2 separate regions of the Zea mays genome follow, and region 1 is linked to region 2. Evidence: chromatin contacts called from public Hi-C data. All regions are on one chromosome and are shown on one strand. The core of a region is the stretch at or near the end of the contact, and the rest is flanking DNA. Distances in the headings are between cores, read along the strand shown.

What was found. A called contact is a pair of places that touch in the nucleus more often than the background predicts.
Region 1: a Hi-C map of endosperm shows a contact between it and region 2, with 3 times the contacts expected there. The contact joins the promoter of LOC100284909 here to the enhancer-like site in region 2. A contact is called at or near these places in 3 of 25 Hi-C or Micro-C datasets (ear, endosperm and leaf).

The regions. Positions count from the first base shown.
Region 1 is chr7:38,166,051-38,168,886 of Zm-B73-REFERENCE-NAM-5.0, forward strand. It overlaps LOC100284909, which reads right to left and starts at 1,253. Exons shown (of 2, transcript NM_001157804.2): 1 at 577-1,253. The coding sequence starts at 1,078.
Region 2 is chr7:38,039,768-38,042,467 of Zm-B73-REFERENCE-NAM-5.0, forward strand. No RefSeq gene overlaps it. Among protein-coding and RNA genes, the nearest start is that of LOC541805, 16 kb to the left of the region's middle. Within about 2 kb of position 1,379, at least 18 of the 20 cell types and tissues checked have an H3K27ac peak or open chromatin away from gene starts, as enhancers often do. A contact at or near this core is called in ear, endosperm and leaf, where this site is marked.

The sequences.
Region 1 (2,836 bases), core at 3-2,502, 130 kb after region 2:
TGAAAGTGTTTTTTTTTCATGTTTTCATCTGACAATCAGATGGTTACAGCCACACATATTGTAATGAGAAATTGACTGCAGTTGTTGAACTGCAATGTCCAGGGTGTTTCCAATTTCAGAAAGAGACGTGAAATAGCTGCCCCTTTCAATGTGTTCAGCGGCTCAGAAATTTTCGTAGCTAGGTGTTGCTTTCAATGTGTTCAACGGCTCAGATATTTTCTTAGGTTAAAATTCATTCTTACTTTTGTAGAAACAATTGAAGAAACAGTGACATATGATGCCAGACAACTAGAGAAATACAGCCAGATTTCCTGCTGCAAATGTTTCATTGTTGGGAACATTGATGATCACAAGTTTGCTTATGAATTGAAGATAATTCACCCAGATGGAGATGCAGACAATTGCAGCTTATTCGGAAATACTGAATGAAATGCACATAATTTCACGACGAGCATCATTCACATCATAATTCCCTTTCCTCCAACTCCAACATTACTGGAGTCGCACGAACATAATAAGAAAATAAAACGAGAAATAAGCGGGGGAAGGGGAGCAAAAAAGGGATCGGCTGTGTACCTCCAAGGGAGATGTAGGGTATGCGGTGGGCGCGGCCGATGTAGACGGCATCGGAGAGGACCCCGAAGAGCGGCTTGGCGACGAGCGGGAGGCTCCCAGCGTTCTGCAGGAGTTGCAGGCCGGCGGGGCTGAGCCCCATGCCGCGCGTGAGGTGGAAGTTGAGTGCCAGCCACGGGAAGCAGCGGAACCCCTGCACCCAGTACCCGACCCCGCACACCCACCACACCCGGCGCATCTCCCGCAGCGCCCCGCGCCGTTTGGCCGCGGGCGTGAGATGCACGGGCGTGGGCGCGGGTGGCGTGAGTGTCGGCGCGGCCGATAAGTCCAGGAACTGGGCCAGCCCGCGCTTCTGCCGCCGTTCCTCCGGTGTCGTCGGCATCCGGAGGCATAGCGTGACGCCGATGCAGCGCGCGTTCCTGCACGTGGCGGCGGCGGGTCGTGCGGTCGGGCTGCGGGGGAGGTGGAGGTGAAGGTGCGGTGCGCACAGCGAGAGGCAGAGCATGGTGCCGGCGTCTCCCGTCGTCCGCGCGGCGGCGGGCGGGTAGAGGGGGCAGGAATGCGGAGGCGACTTGAGCGGAGCGGGATGGTGTGTGCGGGCTTGTGGTGGGGAGGTTAAGGTGGTCCGGCGGGGCTTCGGGGAGGGAGATACGGAGAGACTTCTGGAAGACGAGAACGGCCGCGCGCAGCTTCGGGGGTTTTTTTTTCTTCTTTTTTTTCTGTCTTTTGGTGCCCAACTGCCCATGCCTTGTGGGCTCTGGACTGTAGTGGCCTGGTGGGGACGCTGGGACGCACCCCGCCTCTCGTGAAGCATTCTTGGCCTCCGATGCCGATTGTTTCATTTCCACAGGATGTTTGAACGGGGTGTGTTTATACTAGGAGTACATTCTTAGTATCTTGATGTGTTTCTGATTCAAAGAAGTAAAAAGATAAACTAAAAACCTTCTATCTGCCCCCTGCTTTTCGCATCCTAGCTGCTTTTCATTGTTCAACTTAGGCGTTGGCTCGTTTTTTAGCCAATCAACAAACAAACTCTAGGGCTGGCGTCACACGATGCAGGGGGCGTTAGAGTCCTCTCTGTGTGAGTGTGGACTGTTCGCGACTGCGTAGAGAGTTTCGGTCTTCTGCGCATAGACCGTTCACGTATGAGCGACGGAAAGTACGCGAGGCGCGCAGAGGGCTTCTTGGATCTTTTGCACCTGAATCTCGCTATCCGGAAGGGATCCATTAGGGAGAAAATATCATAGGGTTGTCCTGTGGTCGGCAGGTCACCCAAAACATATCTAAACGACGTAAAGTCGAGGAGATGTGAAGACTGCAGATGAGAAAGACTAATCTAATTAGGTGGTGCCTCAATCGGTCGTACCTCTTTATATTTATAGGGGAGGTCTGGACCCGTTCCTAGGTGCATCCCAACCGATTCCCACGCGATGAGTTGAATAAGCACGCGCGAGGAAAAGGACTCTCGCCCGAATTAATCTAATCGCGGACCGTCTGGGGCTAGCTCGTCTAGCCGTGCCAAATGTCAAATATGGTGCTCAACACATGCCTCCTACCTTTTGGATAAGCTTAAGCGAACCAAAAGCACCTAGTACAAGTTGTAAACAACTCGATGTGAATCTATCGGTTCTCTAAGCATCTTACCATATACTAGGATGATATCACTTTAGAAAGCGATCATTCAATGCATTGGGCAACTTATCTCCTTGCACCGTTTGTAATGTGTTACCAGAGATCACCTGTGTAACTTTATAAGGCCCTTCCCAACATGGGGACCATTTGCCAAACTTCCAGTCCATCCATACTCCTTAATGGCAAGATTGTCTTTTAAACTAGATCTCCAACCTAAAAAGTCTTAGCCTTTACCTTATTGTTGTAAGCCTTGGCAACTATGATCTTGTCTTTCTCAATCTCCTTTAGAGCCATCAACCTCTTGTCGATCACCAAATCAATACTATCCATCATTAGATCATGGTAGTCACCAACATCTTGATCATTTAGACTAGTAAACCTGATAGCATGCAGGCTAATCTCTATAGTTAAAATAGCTTTCTGTCCATACATGTCGTGGTTTCGGAAGCCAAGGGACAATAAGATTTGTGTTCGGCAGGGGTGCAAGTTTAGACGAAATGGTCTTGGCCTTTGTTTGAATGGCCTAAAATCAGGTTTGATGTGTAACTGATGCTCAACTAGCTCTCGGCATAAGCCTGTCATCTCATTATAACTCCAAGAAAAATAATCAGAATACTCTAATAATAATTCG
Region 2 (2,700 bases), core at 129-2,628:
ATATTGAGGTACTTAACTGCTTTGGCTATATTGACAATGTTGATTGGTGTGGCTAGGAGGTGATGGTTTAGTGTCGAAGCCAAGAGAGGATGAAGTTGTTGCGTTTCGAAGTTTTCTGAAGGTCGGGCTTACATTTCCTTTGCATAAGACGGTAGTTGCAATTTTGAACGGGTTTAACATATACCTTCATCAACTCACCCCAAACGCTATAGTGCATCTAGGAATTTTCATTTGGGCTGTATGGAGTCAAGGGGTTGGACTTGATGTCGAAGCTTTCTGCAAAGCCTTCAGTCAAATGTTAGTAAAAACTAAAACCAAGTTAGGATGAGAAGATAGATGGAGAGAGAACTCTTCTCTTGATTGCTACTTTAAGATGTGTATTAAACTTAGGAGCAATATTGCAAGAGAATGGAGAACCCAAGAAGATAGTATCGCATAAGTAAATGGACAAGTGACACAACCATTTTTACCGTGGTTCGACCAACGCCTACTCCAGGTTGTGGTGACCTCCTTTGGTCAAGGGTTGCACTCAACCCCTCTCAAGTGATCCAAAGATTAAACTTGAGTGCCACATATATCTTCCTTATATCAAAATCATGTTGTGAGGAATCTTTATAAATTGGAGTCTATCACGTCTTACACAATTGATTACAAACAAAATCAGAGAATGGTGTGGACAAGCGACAGAGTTAGAGCTCAAGAACGCGCTCAAATATTTCTCTAGCAAAACAATGGTGTGGTCGCAAGGATCCGGAGTTATAGTGTGCTTAAAGAGTGTGTCTAAAGAGCTAAATGTAAAATAAAACTCAAGACATGTATTTTGATAAAGACGCTGTGTCTTGGCTTTATTTTCGAGACATGAGACTAGTTGATTGGTCAATTTAATTTATTGAATACTCTTATCTATATAATGGATATAGTAAGACACAGGGTTTAGACACCTACATTGTATTATATTAGCCGTGTGTTACACTGGAGTACCGTGCGACAGCGTCACCAGCGGAAAGAAGCGTAAAGCGTCGGTCGGTCGGTCAGTGAGTCATGTAACCACCACGCAACCCAGCTGCACACGCGAACATGGACGCCGATGCCGAGGACGAGGAGGAGCGGACGCCAAGACAAGAGAAAGAAAGGCTAGAAGCAGCTCACTCCCACTACTATAGAGACTGTGGTGGTTAGTTACCCGGAATAATTGGCGACGTATCCACCGCGCTGATGGATGTCCTCACGACACGAGCGTAGCTGAGAGTCGGCAGGTAGAGGCGTGTATGATGCATTGATGATGACGAGTTGACGGGCGCGCGGGGGGAGGAGTAGGATGAGAGGAACGCACCAACCGACGGGCGCCGGGGGAGCTGAGCTGATCCTGATCGGTATCATGACAAAACGGGCGGTAGGTAGGTGAGGTGTCCGTCGTCGTCGTGCTCATCTATCTATCTCTCTTGGTTCCGTTCCGTGGGCAGCGAGCGCCACGCCCGCGCACGCGCGCGGCAGCCCCGCCGGCCGGCCGCGCTAACTGATGAACTGCAGCCGAGCATAGCCGATTGGCACCTAACAACTACTCCTAATCGATTTTCATTAATCGGTAGTCGATCGCTCGTGCTAGGATGGTGGGCCCAAACCATCTACCAAAATTAAGGTGTGGTTACGGAGGGGGAGGAGGGTTAATATTCGACGACGACGACGATATGGTGCTTCGTGCCGTTAGGGTTCTTCATTAAACTAAATGAGATTTCTTTTTCGGCTTTAGACAAGAGGAAATTAACGGTCGATAAAAGCTCCTTATTGATTTGCCTTTCTTTCTTTTGTTTTTTGTTTGGCGGAGGAGCGGTTTCAAGAAAGACTCTAATGAATGAATAACTAGTCCTGAGTCCTGACAAGGCAGACGCATCGTCGAAATGCAAGTCTCCGTCCGATCCATAATAATGTGAAGGATCAATTAATACGTACTAGCAGGTAAGCAATCTTATCAGACACTCTAGACGCGAGCGACACCGAGCGAGGAAGCAGTAGCAAAGGGAAACGGGATTACGGACGGCAGTCGCGTGCTGCGATACGGTCCCGCGACAGAAACATGTGTTGGGTGGGTCCCTGACTGAGTGGGTCTCGCTCGGAGACACTCCTAGTTAATAATAACAATTGGACGCAAAACGCTCTGTTTCCGTTGCGATTTAATTTTTTTTTTTAAAACAATTGTTCGCACGACGTGATCCCCCGACCAACCGGCTGTAGACTGGACCCAACCCAACTGGTACGCGTACTACCGCACGCGCGCGATTGGCCGGGGATTCATTGCGGCGAATCATGCAAGGTTCAGGTGGCCAAACAAACAACCCCCCCCTGGTTTCATTTCCCCCCTCCGCTAGCTTAGCTTCGCTACGCTCGTGCAATGAACCACTAGTACCACCAGCGCATGACGACATCGCTGCTTCCCTCGAGTTCCGCTGGATTTATACAAGAACAATGGCATCTAGATGTAGCTGTAGCCGCTCTAGATAGATCTAGTCTCTACAGCCACACAGGCTCGTCACTGCATCTCTGTGCCAAGCCCCCACCACAACTTCACAAGGACCGTCCCGCCGACACTTTGCCTTCTCGCACGCCCTCCTACGGACCCTCAATCATCAGAGTGTGGGCTACTATAACACGCTGCTGTTAATGCCAGTCAGTCCTCTAATACTATACTACTCAGAGTAGACG